Regions from separate parts of the Mus musculus genome. Here region 2 is linked to region 1. Evidence: chromatin contacts called from public HiChIP or PLAC-seq data. All regions are on one chromosome and are shown on one strand. Each heading gives the region's core, a stretch centred on a gene start, on an enhancer-like site or on the middle of the called end of the contact. The rest is flanking DNA. Distances are from core to core; before and after follow the strand shown. Region 1 holds the start of Gm33690 (a long non-coding RNA gene). Region 2 holds the start of Pfkm (phosphofructokinase, muscle).

Region 1 (6,006 bases), core at 2,168-4,667:
AGGACAGGCTTTGGGGTCCACTATCATGATTGTTTGATCTGTCTGGCCTTGCTAGAAGGCAGAGGGAGAGTGGGTAGCCAGGCGCTGACCAGGGCAGAGCACCTGTTCTTGGGGCTGGCCAGTTGCCACAGGTGTTCACAGATGGCTGCCGGGATTCCAGTTAAATGGGTTTGGGCGAGAGCAGCAAGGTCTTTTGCAGAGGTCTCTTCTGGGGTCTACATGAGAACTCTGCCCTGCACCCCAGGACTGCCTGGGGTGTCCCTTTATCTTCCTTTCTCTGCAGGTTAGGACTCTGGAGGGTGGACCTTTCTCCCTGGAGTCCAGCACAGATTTTCAGCTTGGAATTGAATACTTGACTTTCCCTTCTTGAGTGTCCTGGATCCAATAAGCCTGGATTCTGACCCTGGGTTCAGATCTGGTCTAATTCTACAGGTATCCTCTAGGTCTATATAAGACTTGGGGCGTAATAGATGGGCCCTGAGTCATTGACAAGCTCCCCACATGCATGCAGAGGATCTAATCTGTCCAAACAGCCTCCTTCTCCACCCCTCCCTCATGAGCCGTGCTGTCTTTTACACGGAACCAAAGAGTTCCCAACTAATGCACACAAAGGCTGACCTGCAGGAGAGTTAGCCTCAACTCTATCTCCTTCAACACCTACCTAAGTTGGAAGAGTAAAGACCAGGAGAGTATTGTAAGTACGAGATGGGGCTGGAGAACTAGCTTAGAGGTGAAGAACACTTGTTCTTGCAGAGAAACCATGTTTGATTCCTGGGACCCACATGGTAGCTCACAGTCATTTGTAACTCCAGTCACAATGCCCTCTTTTGACTCCTCTGAGCACCTGGCATGTGTGCGGTGCACATAGACACATGCAGACAAAATATCAACAAATTTAAGAGAGAGAGAGAGAGAGAGAAAGAGAGAGAGAGACTACTGGAGGACAAAATGAGGCGCCAAGGGACTTGAGCAGCCTAATACAAACTGTCAGCTTGATAGGAATATTTGGATACCGGATGGTTCAAACACCCATCTGGCCAGATAGAGAAGACAGGAGATACAGCAGAGGCTTTCTGAAGAGGTAGTGGGCATGTTGGATTTGAAGCCACATGGATTTAACTCTCCACCTCTCCCAAGTTCAAGGAAAGGATTGACATTTGCATAAACATTTCCATTTCATTTCCCCAGCAAAGGGTTTGTTGATTGGTTGGTTGGTTGGTTGGTTGGTTGGTTGGTTGGTTGGTTGGTTTTGAGAAAGTCTCTTGATACAAAGCTCCAGCTATCCTGGCCCCTGGAATCTTCCTGCCCCTGCCGCTGGAGCACTGGAATTACAGACCTGTGACACCAAAACTTTTAAAACTCGATGTTTACTGTGGGAAAAAAAGGTCTTTGCAATGCTCACAGAGGTGGGCAGTCCACTGCGTCATGTTCATCCATCCACATGTTCGGCTGGATCTATGGAAGCCCTACTTTGTCCCAGTCTGGTAAACAAACTCGAAATGCATGCTGCCCTTCCTTCTATGGCACAGTGAAAGTGTGATGTTTACCCAAAGTGGGCAGGTGAGGTGGGGCAGGGGTGCAGGGTGGCAAAAGTCAGGAGGGGAGCTGGGAAAACCATGAAGTCTGAGATGGAGATTTAAGGAGCAAATGGAACTTGTCTTAGGAAACTATAAGGGTAAAGGACCAGGGGGTTTCTTGGGGGGGGGGCAGTGTGCAGAAAGCATACAGCATAGGCCCCAAGGGGTAGCCTCGGGGCCCCTGTGGGTCTTGGAGACTCTGCAATAGCAACCGTTTTCAGTTCCTTTCATAATAACACTACCAAGACAGTATTTACTTTTTCATTCCTATTCCTAATGATATAGTGCCTCCCCTCCCTCCAAGCTGCTTCTATGACTACTTGGGATGTCACACCAGGCTGAGTGCAGAAGCTGATAAAGAGTTTAACTGGCTTCTGTTATGTCCAACATTAAAGCGCTTTGGAAAACAGTATTCTTTGTCATTAAACTAGTGTTGCTCCAAAGAATGGTCCTTTTAATAACAATCGTTTAAATTAATGTCAGATAGATTCATTTTGTTATATTTAGAAAGGTAATAGTATTTACTTTAAATCCCTGTATTGATTTCTAATATCATAAATATTGCCATTTTTTCTTTTTTTTTTCTTTTTTTTTTTAGACAGTGTCTCATGTAACTCAGGCTGACCTCAGACTCTCAATGTAGCTTAGGCTGGCCTTGAACTCTTGATCCTTCTGCTTCCATCTCCTGCGTGCTGGGACTACAGCTGTCTACCATCACACCTAGCAGCTAGATATAATTTACAAAAGCAAAAGTTCTCAGGGTTCCTTCTCTTTGTGAGGCGAGAGAGTCCTCTGGCTGAGCATCTGAGAACTGCTGGGCCGCAGGCTCCAACACGCACAAGTAGAGAACTGGAACCTGTTGGATACAGCATTGGCCTGATCACTTTTAACATCTGGTGCAGGAACACAAGGACCCTGGAGAGATGAGGTGGGATTTACACTGCATGCTGGGATACGTGAGCGGGGAAAACGTGGCACAACCAAAGCCATCAGATCAGATCGGATTCTTTAAACTTGTGCAGCGTCTTCTTTCTCTGAGCGCGTACTACCGTCAACCTCCGGGGTGGGTGTGACCCACGCGCCATGACGTCAGGAGGTGGGGAGCGGTTGCTGCTGTCTGTTCTTTTCCGTCATTTATTGTTTTGTGGGGATGAAGTTGGAGAAGAAAGGACTGAGATGGAAGAAGCTGGTGACAGCAGTAACCATAGTCCTCTGTGTCTCAATTTGGATTCCACTCCCAGCTGCCCACAGTCTGGTTTGGTTGGGTCCAATTTGGCTTATTAAGTGGCTCACACGCCCTCTGGTGGCCAGATGTTTGAATGACACTTTCTTTAGCTGCTGATATTTAGGGAACAGAAGCCCCTAGCAAGAGGCAGAGATCTGAAGAAGAGGCCTAAGACATCATTTGGGGACAATCAAGCCTCCAAGAATCAGTGATCAGAGCATGGGAACAATGCCATCTATCTTAGGGCATATTTATTTGGTCACCCTGCAGCTCAGCAATGATGCTGGCAGGCCTTTATGGTCGATGGCTATGTGCCAGCTACTGTGATGAATTTCTTTTAAGATTTATTTATTTTATGTATATGAGTACACTGTAGCTGTCTTCAGACACACCAGAAGAGGGCATTGGATCCCATCACTGATGATTGTGAGTCACCATGTGGTTGCTGAGAATTGAATTCAGGACAGCAATCAGTGCTCTTAACCACTGAGCCCTTGTGATGAATTTTAACACACTTGTAGCAACAGTAACCCTTCAAGGTGGCTACTGTTACTGCTACCATTTATAGAAGAAGAAACTAAGGCTCAGAAGCATCATGTAACAACCTCAGGACTGGGTGTAGTAGTCTCCTCCTTTAACTGTTACTGTGGTTTCCACTGCTAGTGTCTCAAATGGTCTGTTTGTGAGTCTGTGCTTAGAAACTTTGGAAAGAACACACAATCAGCCTTATGGGCAGCCTGAGGCTTAGCTCACTCTCGGCACAAGTAGGTGGTAGAGGCCACAAATACAAGATCTTGACCTTAGGAGGCCCTGGTTTGAGGTGTCCAATGTTCTGGGGTAAGGGGAGGGGAACACCATCAGGTGCTTTCAGCAAAAGGACCTTGGGGGGCCGTTGCTGTAGGGTAGTAACTCCCCCTAGTGGTGGAGCTCCAGCTCAGATTTCTCTTCTGGGAGAGCCTCAAAGGACCCTGTGAAGGGGGATGTCTGCCTTCCCAGATCCACAAGGAAGCTACTGGGATAATTTTACCTTCTCCTCAAGTTTGAACAGTCCTCTGAAAAAGGTCTCTCCAGGGTAGATAAAATGTAAAGAAATATCTTTCACTCCTACCAGCCCTTGGTATATGTCAAGGACATGTCAAGGTCACCCCTAATTCTGGGGACAGCCTGTATCTAACGGCTCTTTGATGTAAAAGTGGAAAAAATCCATCTTCCTCAACTGGATATCATCCAAAGGCCAGCCCAACTCCAGGCTCTCCTTGAGAGGCATTAGGCCAATGGGATGTTTCCCAGCGCAGCTTCTCCCTCTGTCTCAAGCTACTTCTTGAGACCTCTCTCCAGTATGGAGAAGTCCTCTATGGCCCTCAAAGTACATTTTAGGGTATGCTTCTCCTGATCCCCATTCAAAACACTCCCCAGTATATGACAAGTGCAGATACAGGAGACTCGGAGCTGTTATCTGGAGTAGCGAGCCTCGCCCACAACATCTCCTCCCTCACACTACCAGGAGGATTGAGTTTGAAATTAGTCTGTGCTCAATAGTAAGTTCCAGGTCAGCCTGTGCTGTATGGTAAGACTCTGTCTCCAAAAATATAGCACTAGGGAAGACGGCTTGGGATGACCATCCCTGCCCAAAGGACATTATCCCTCATGGTAGCTCTGAGGCCACTGAGCACTGGTAACTCTGAGAGCCATGGTTTATCCAGTTAAAGAGTTGAATGCTCATTTCGTTTTTTTTTTTCCACAGTTATGAGACTCTTTTTTTTTTTCCTGAAATGTCTAGTAGAAACGCCCTTTTGTTTGTTTATTTTTTGTGGTTTTGAGACAGGGTCTCTCCACATAACCATTGCTGTCCTTTGGTTTTCTTTTCTTTTCTTTCTTTCTTCCTTCCTTCCTTCCTTCCTTCCTTCCTTTCTTTCTTTCTTTCTTTCTTTCTTTCTTTCTTTCTTTCTCTCTTTCTTTCTCTCTTCCTTTCTTTCTTCTTTTGTGAGTTTCTTGTTGTTTTTTTTTTTTAACTTTTTAGCTCTGATTCTTTGTGAACTGCACATCATACATTCTGATCGCACTCATTTCCCCATCCCTTCATATCTGCCCTCTACCCTTGCAATCTAACCCCCAAAAGAAAACAAAGACAGAACAAACAAGCAAACAACAACAAAATCTCACTGTGGAAGTTGTAGTGTGTTCCAGTGTATCACACAGTACACCCTTTTGCCCCAGACGGATTTACTTCAAATGTTCATTGCAATGAGTCAGGTCTGGCTCAAGCCCTCTGGCTTCTGCTACACTATCAATCCCGGCTCTTCACTGTAACTCCTCTTGGATATCCTGTAGTTGCCCTGTGTCATGGAGATGCTACAGCTTTGGGTCTTCAGGACTAGACCCTTCACACACTCCAGCAGTTCATAGATGGGGTAGATGGTGGGGTGAGCCAACTCAGAGACCCAGATCTGGGCCTGGGTGGAAGCTAAGTTGGGTCAGCCCACCAGCTCTCCTGCACCCACACCACCAGGGCTAGCTCTCCCGCTTTGTCCAGGCAAGGAGTGGGGACACTCTCCCAGGTGTCACAGCAGTGAGGGGCGAGGCCAATTCTCCTAAGTATGGTTGTTGGTGAGGGCAGGGCCAGTTCAGCACAGGGCTTGAACATCAACATGGCTTCAGGAAGTAGTCCAGACCAGTGACATCTGTATGACCTTTGGTGGTAACAAGGGCCTGGCTGGATAAGACCACAGACCCAGACATGGCCCCCTTGTGGCAGCATGGGCCTGGATGTCACCATGGCTTCAGGTGGCACCATAGGACACTCAGATCAGTATGCCCCCTGTGGCAGCATGGCCCTCAGATGTCCACATGGTCTCCGATGGCATCTCAGAACTCAGATATTCGCATGTCCTTTGGTGATAACTCAGGCTACAGATATTGACATAGACCCCACCTGCAGCAGGACCATGGACCCAGACACAGCCTGCAGCATCCCAGGCCAGGATATCACCATAGCCTCAGGCAGCAGCATAGGCTACTGAGATCAGCTTGGCTCCTGGTATAAGTATAGCCTCCATTCATCACCATGGTCTCAGGCATGGTCAGCCCAGCCCACTGACATCCACATGGCCCTCAGTGGCAGCATGGACCATGGACATCATTAGAGACCCCAGCTGCTGCAGTAGCACCATGGACCCAGACATGGCCTTTGACAGCAGCAGGACC
Region 2 (6,006 bases), core at 2,196-4,695, 260 kb after region 1:
TCTCTAGAACTGCTAGATCCAACCATTTTCTCCATCGCCAGTCCACTACCAATTTATGAATTCGAACTTTGAGTCACTAAGTAAATCAACCACAGCTGGCTAAAAGTTCCTTTTCCAAGTTGTTAATATTCATGGAAGAAATCATATTTTTGAATGCAAAAGTTGTCTGATGAAAAGAAAATTTGGTAAAAGGAAAAAGTTCAGCTTGGGAGTTTAAAATTAAAAGGCAGGAAAAGCTGTATTGAGCTGTCCCCTTGCGATGGGTCGCCTCCTCTGTCTCTCTGGTGCTGGAAGAGTTGCATCCACTGGTACCTGTCTCCCTAAGCAGTACTGGATGGATAGATCAATTATTTACTATCGTGGTCTTTTTTTCACTTCATTTACTTTCAACTAACATGCTTGTGTCATAAGAGTTAGATAAATTACGGGCTTTAGAGGGTTACAGATTTATCCAGTTACACTCCAGGTGTACTAAAATAAATAAGATCCCAGAAAGAACAAAAATTCTTTTTAAAAAAATTGAACAAAATAGAGTCCTATCCGATTTCCTCTGTTTTTTAGCATCTTGCATGGATACAGCACAGCAGATTTGTTGCAGTTGATGAAACAATATTGATACAATGTTATTAACTGAAGTCTGCAGTTCACATTATGTAGTTCTACAAGTGTTGATACATCCATAGCGCCATACATATGCCCACCATCACAACATTACTGAAGAGTTTCCCCACTATAGCATGTAGTTTTCACTACTACCCAGCTTTAAGCTCCGGGTCAACCACGCTCCAGCCCCACCCCGGTTCCCTTAGATCCCAGGATGAAAGACACACGGACACACACATAAGCTTATCTTTCATATCCTTTAGCTCAACGGCCCAGCTCTTCTAAGCCTTCCTCAGCCATCGAACCCTCCTTTTCACTCCCAGCTCAGCACCCTAAATCTGCCCTCAGCTTAATTATGTTTCTAATATCCTACCTGCTACTCCAAGCCCTGCTGGGGAAGCAGTTGACGGGCACTCCACCCAAGATCTCACATGGCTCATGGCTCTTTCTTCCTCCAAAGCATGGTGAATTCTCTTCCTCCCCTGTTCCTGCCTGGGGGAAAACTCGAAGTCCTGCCCATTCCACCCAGTTCATTGGTTGCTAGCATCTTTATTGATCAATCAAGAACCAGTTGGGGAACAGGACCTTTAGTGTTGACACTCAAGATTCCCAATTAAAATATCAGGCACACCTCCTACACACCACCTTTAAGATCCTCTGTCTATGCGCTACACAAATTCCTCTCTATTTCAAACCCTAAGTAGCCACTGATTTTCATAGTTTTGTCTTTTCCAGAAAGCCAGAAAGCTGGAATCTTATATAGCAGGTAGCACTTTCAGACTGCCTGATTTGCTGAGAAAGGTGCATTTAGGCTTCCACCATGTCTGCTCACGGCTTGATAATTAATTTTCCTTATTGTTGAATAGTGCTTTGTCATATCAACATACCACGCTTTCTTTACCTATTTACCTCGAGAGATGTCTTGCTTCTATTTTGGGGCAAGAGTGAACAAAGCTGCTGTAAATATGTTTGAGGGCATGATGTAACTCATTTAAGAGTTATGTGATGGCCATGTCTGTGACTGGAAACTGTTAAGTTGCCTTTAACTAATGGGCATTCTGCCAACAATGAACGATGTTCACTAATGTTCAGGTCGGCCTTGCAGTCTCACTGTATTTAATATTATCTCTTCCTATCTGAGCCATTTGATAGCTGGGTAAGAGTCTCTTAGCTCCCTGGTGGTAGAACAAATGAATGTTTTTGCGTATGTTTATTTGCCAACTGTGTTTTCTTTGATAACATATCTGTCCAGATCCTTTGCCCATTTTAAAACGTATTGTCTTTTTTACTACTGAGCTGTTAGAGGATTTTATTCGCGTATAAAGTTTATTATTTTTAAAGTTAGTTCTATGAGAGGTTTGAGTCTCCTCTGATGTGTACATACATACATACATATATACATATGTGATCAAATTCATCCCCACTCCCCATGCTTTTCCCAATCTCTTCCCCTTCGCTACCCACCCGGTTTTGTGTTCTTTTAACCCTTTAAGACCAATCTGTGCTGCCCAAACAATGTTGGATGTGGTCTTCCTCTGGAGTCAACTCATCAGGGGCTACACTCTCAGAAAACTGTCTCTCCCTGCCTCCAGCAGCTAAGGATTGCCATTTGCTCCATGGCTGGAATGGTCTGGACTTGGCTTGCACAGATTTTGTAAATGCTGTCGAAACTGCTCTGGATTCATATCTGCAGCTGCCCCGGTGTGCCCATAAGATAATTTTCCTTGCAGCCTCCCACTGCCTCTGGCCCTTCCCTTCTTTCTGACCCTTCCTTGGGAATGATTCCTGGGCCTCCTGGGTGGGGGTGCGGTCTATTATTTGTTGCACTTTGTCCAGCTGTGGTTGCTGTGTTAATCACCACCTACGACAAATAGAAACTCTCAGATGAGGGTTGAGAGAGGTAGAAGATGGGAGGTGGGTGGGGGAAAGGGTACAGAAAGGCAGACCGCACCAGCACCGGGTGGGGTTACTAGGCAGGTCTGAGGGGTCTTTCTTCTACATCCCAGTCCTTTATCAGATACATGATTTGCAAATACTGCCTTCGGTTTTATAGGTTCACTTGCATTCTTATCGTTGGCAGCCGGAATGTACATGGCAGAGGCAAAGCTAGCAGAGAAAGAAAGGGCAGTAGAGAAATCCGCCGGTCCTGGGACACAGAGTAAAGTTGACTGTGGATAAGCATTCAAGCAAAGACAAGAGGGGAGGCAGCAGAGCAGAGGGTGTGAGCTGGGGATGTTGGTGGTGCTCAGGGAACACCAGCCCAGTGTTCCTTAGAGCGCCTGCTGCAAAAGTATCTTCTGGGAGGTAGCTTTTCCCTCCCAGACTCTTGCAACCTGCTGCTGCGGACTTGAGAAGGGGCCTTTCCCTCTTTGGTCCGTGGTAGCATGCAAGCTGGATTCGCCCTCTTTCCTCTCTGAGAAATGATGCAAACGTGGAAAGACTTTTGAGGTTATTGTATAAGATATACCAGTGTTCTGTGTTTCTTAAAGGCAGGTATCTGTCTTAAGACAAAGCCTGGCACACAGACTCCAGATAAACATGTCCCTTGAAAGCGCGATAGGGGTGGTCAATTGCTGTGGTTGGATTTTAACAGTGGCACACGTTTGAATTCAAGGAATAGCAGACAAGCCAGGAGAGAAAAAGTTGGCTTAGTTGGAGACAAGATTAGCAACTAGATAAATTCTAACCCTCACCACGCACACGAGCAGCTAGCTCCCAAGATAAAGATGTGCTCGGGAAGCAAGCATGCAAGCAGCGGCCACAAGGCATCAGGGTTCTTAAGGGGTGGAGGAAGAGGAGGAGAGAGGCAAGCAGAGGGAGGCGGAGCCTCCTTGCCATTTTCGGCCTGTAGAGGTTTGGAAGCCTCTCCTCCTCCCGCGGCTGCCTCCACCTGGCTCCTCCCCGTGTTCGCCAAGCTCCCCTCCCCCTTTCCCCAAGGACAATCTGCAAGAAAGCAGCGGCGGAGGAGAGCTAAAACTACAAGGCAAGAGGGAGGCCTTGGGTGGAGAGCGAGGGGCGAAGCCAAGAGTGAGGTGGGAGCGAACGTGCCGTGCCGGGAGCAGGCGGTGGGGAGGACGGAAAGGAACAGAGGGCCAGACGTGACAAGGCATCCGAAATCGCAGGCGAGAGGGGGGATGGGTGCTGGGCACTCGTGAAGAAGCGGAGCCCCTCGGTTAACCGCCCAGCACTTGCACGCTCAGATCCCAGAGGCATGGGCAGGGGTGCTGGGCTGTGTTGCACTTGGTTGCCTGACCCCTCCCCTGGCACATATCCAGTTCAAATTGGTGCACCTATGATGCTTCCAGGCTGTGTTCCTCCTGCCCCCTGCGAGCTCACACACATACGATTCTGTATATTTATATTTAGCATCAGTGACTATGTCACATGCGTGTCACCGTGAGTCCATGAAGTATGGGGGCATACGAACTGCATGTATTTTTGTGTCCTGTGCCTCTTGACATACAAACTCAGGAGAACGTGAGCCGCTGTCACAGGCCAGCTAACCTTGGTAGGGTGAACTCGTCTCTTCCACTGAAAGCACGACATGGGGAAGTGTGGGGGCTTCTACAGGTGATGAGCCAATCTGGTGACGAACTCCAGGAATAAAAGAAAAACCCTCAGGGAAAAAGAGCCAGAACAGTTAGATAAATGTTCTTCTTTTCCAAAATTTTGGGTTCCCATTGGGTTCTCTAATCATGTAGTCTTTCTCACGACCAGCAGAAATCGAGACGTTAGCATGCCAGGTTTATGTGTGTTCATGTTGCTTTCCCGGTTTGTCACTTTCTAAGTCCTACATGTGCCTGAGTGTTTTGATTTGCTTTTTTATTTCAAATTAGCATATGAGCTATTAGTTATCTCTGGGACATTTTAGAACAAAATTTCGTTTTAGTAGACCCTCCTTTTCTCTCACCTCCCCCACCCACCCCGTGACCCCTGACTTTGCTGTGCACCCCTCTGTTCTCTTCTCCTTTCATGTCCCCTCCCCCATCCTTCATCACCTATTCTCATCTCTCTTGGTCTCGTCTCTAATTTTTAAGGGTTTACCCACACTTACTCCCGTTCATGCGTATACAGGTCTACTTTACAGGGTAGGAGCTTCATATGAGAGACAGAGGAAATGTAGTTTTTGTCTTTCTGAGTTTGGGTCACTTAATACTACACTTTGTAGATCCATCCATTTTTCTAAAAAAAAAAAAAAAAGCAATAATTTAGGCTTTTTTCTTTATAGCTGAGTAAAATTCCATTCCATACATGTACCACATTTCCATTACCCATTAATCTGTTTATGGCCATCCAGACTGATTCCATCTCCCTCCCTCCCTCCTTTCCTTACCTGTGATGTATCCAACCCAGGGCCTTACAAATGCTGTTCAACTGTAGCATATTCCCAGACCTGAGTGTGCTTTTAGCAGTAGACTATGGAGCTACACCCAACCCCAAGCCTGCTCTTCACACATCTGTGGTACATCGGGTCACTGATGCTTTTCAGCAAGTGTTACTGAGCTTCCTGTGTGCACAAACTTCAGTGCGTAAGCTCTAGAACTGGCCTTGTTTTCTTTTTCTTTTTGGCTATAAGTTTTGTCTGAATGTATGTTTGTGCACCGCATGTATGCCTCATGCTTGTGGATGCTAGACGAGGGCATCCAGTGCGGATGACTAACAGAGAGTCGTGAGCTGCCATGCGGGTGCTGGGAATTGAACCCAGATCTTCTGGAAGAGAAAGCAGCCACTGCTGAGTCATTTCTTCAGCACTGGATGTAAATTAAAAATAATCAGCCCCGGAGAAATTTTCAGTCCACATAGAGGAATTACCCTTAACAGCAGTGCAGTCCAGTGGTCAGGAGACTTTACTAAGAGGACACAGTATTTCAGGCTTTGCACAGCGCCAGACCATGGCTCCAGTCCCTGCCCCAGTGTGAGAGCGCAGAACGAGGATGAGCAGGCAGCTCGGACTCTGCCTTTGCTTTCTGTGTTTTGTGTCTCTGAGACGGGGTTGCAATGTGTTGCCAGGTTGGGCTTGAACTCTTGAGCTCAATCAGTTATCTTGCTTCAGACTCTGGAGTAGCTGAGACTACAGGCAAGGACCACTGTGCCCTGTGTGTTATACAGGAATTTGAATTTCAATAATTTTTCATGTCATAGACTATTTTTGCAACCATTTGAGATATAAGGACCCTATATAGTTTGCTATCATGCAAACACGTGAGAAAGGATGAATCTGTCCTACAGACTATAGTTTGCTGGCCCTTGACCCAACCCAACCCTCCTAATAGTGTATAGAAAGCAATTAAAGTGTCACTAAACTTGTATATAAATGCTAAATGAACAATTATTATTTCCAAACAATATGTGTCTTGCAGGAGATTAAAAAAGAAGGCTTCTTGGCCCTTTGATAGCTAGTAA

What was found. HiChIP or PLAC-seq counts read pairs in DNA pulled down with a chosen protein or histone mark.
Region 2: a contact with region 1 is called in a FOXA1 HiChIP or PLAC-seq map of pancreatic cancer cells. The contact joins the promoter of Pfkm here to the enhancer-like site in region 1. A contact is called at or near these places in 1 of 39 promoter capture datasets (embryonic stem cells) and 4 of 115 datasets of contacts at active chromatin or transcription factors (CD8 T cells, the SCID.adh cell line, effector CD8 T cells and 1 more).

What each region holds. Positions count from the first base shown.
Region 1 is chr15:97,846,959-97,852,964 of GRCm38.p6, forward strand. Gm33690 (a long non-coding RNA gene) reads left to right here and starts at 517. Exons shown (of 2, transcript XR_384427.4): 1 at 517-694. Within about 2 kb of position 3,418, at least 27 of the 459 cell types and tissues checked have an H3K27ac peak or open chromatin away from gene starts, as enhancers often do. A contact at or near this core is called in CD8 T cells, the SCID.adh cell line and pancreatic cancer cells, where this site is marked.
Region 2 is chr15:98,105,026-98,111,031 of GRCm38.p6, forward strand. Pfkm (phosphofructokinase, muscle) reads left to right here and starts at 3,446. Exons shown (of 23, transcript NM_001163487.1): 1 at 3,446-3,586.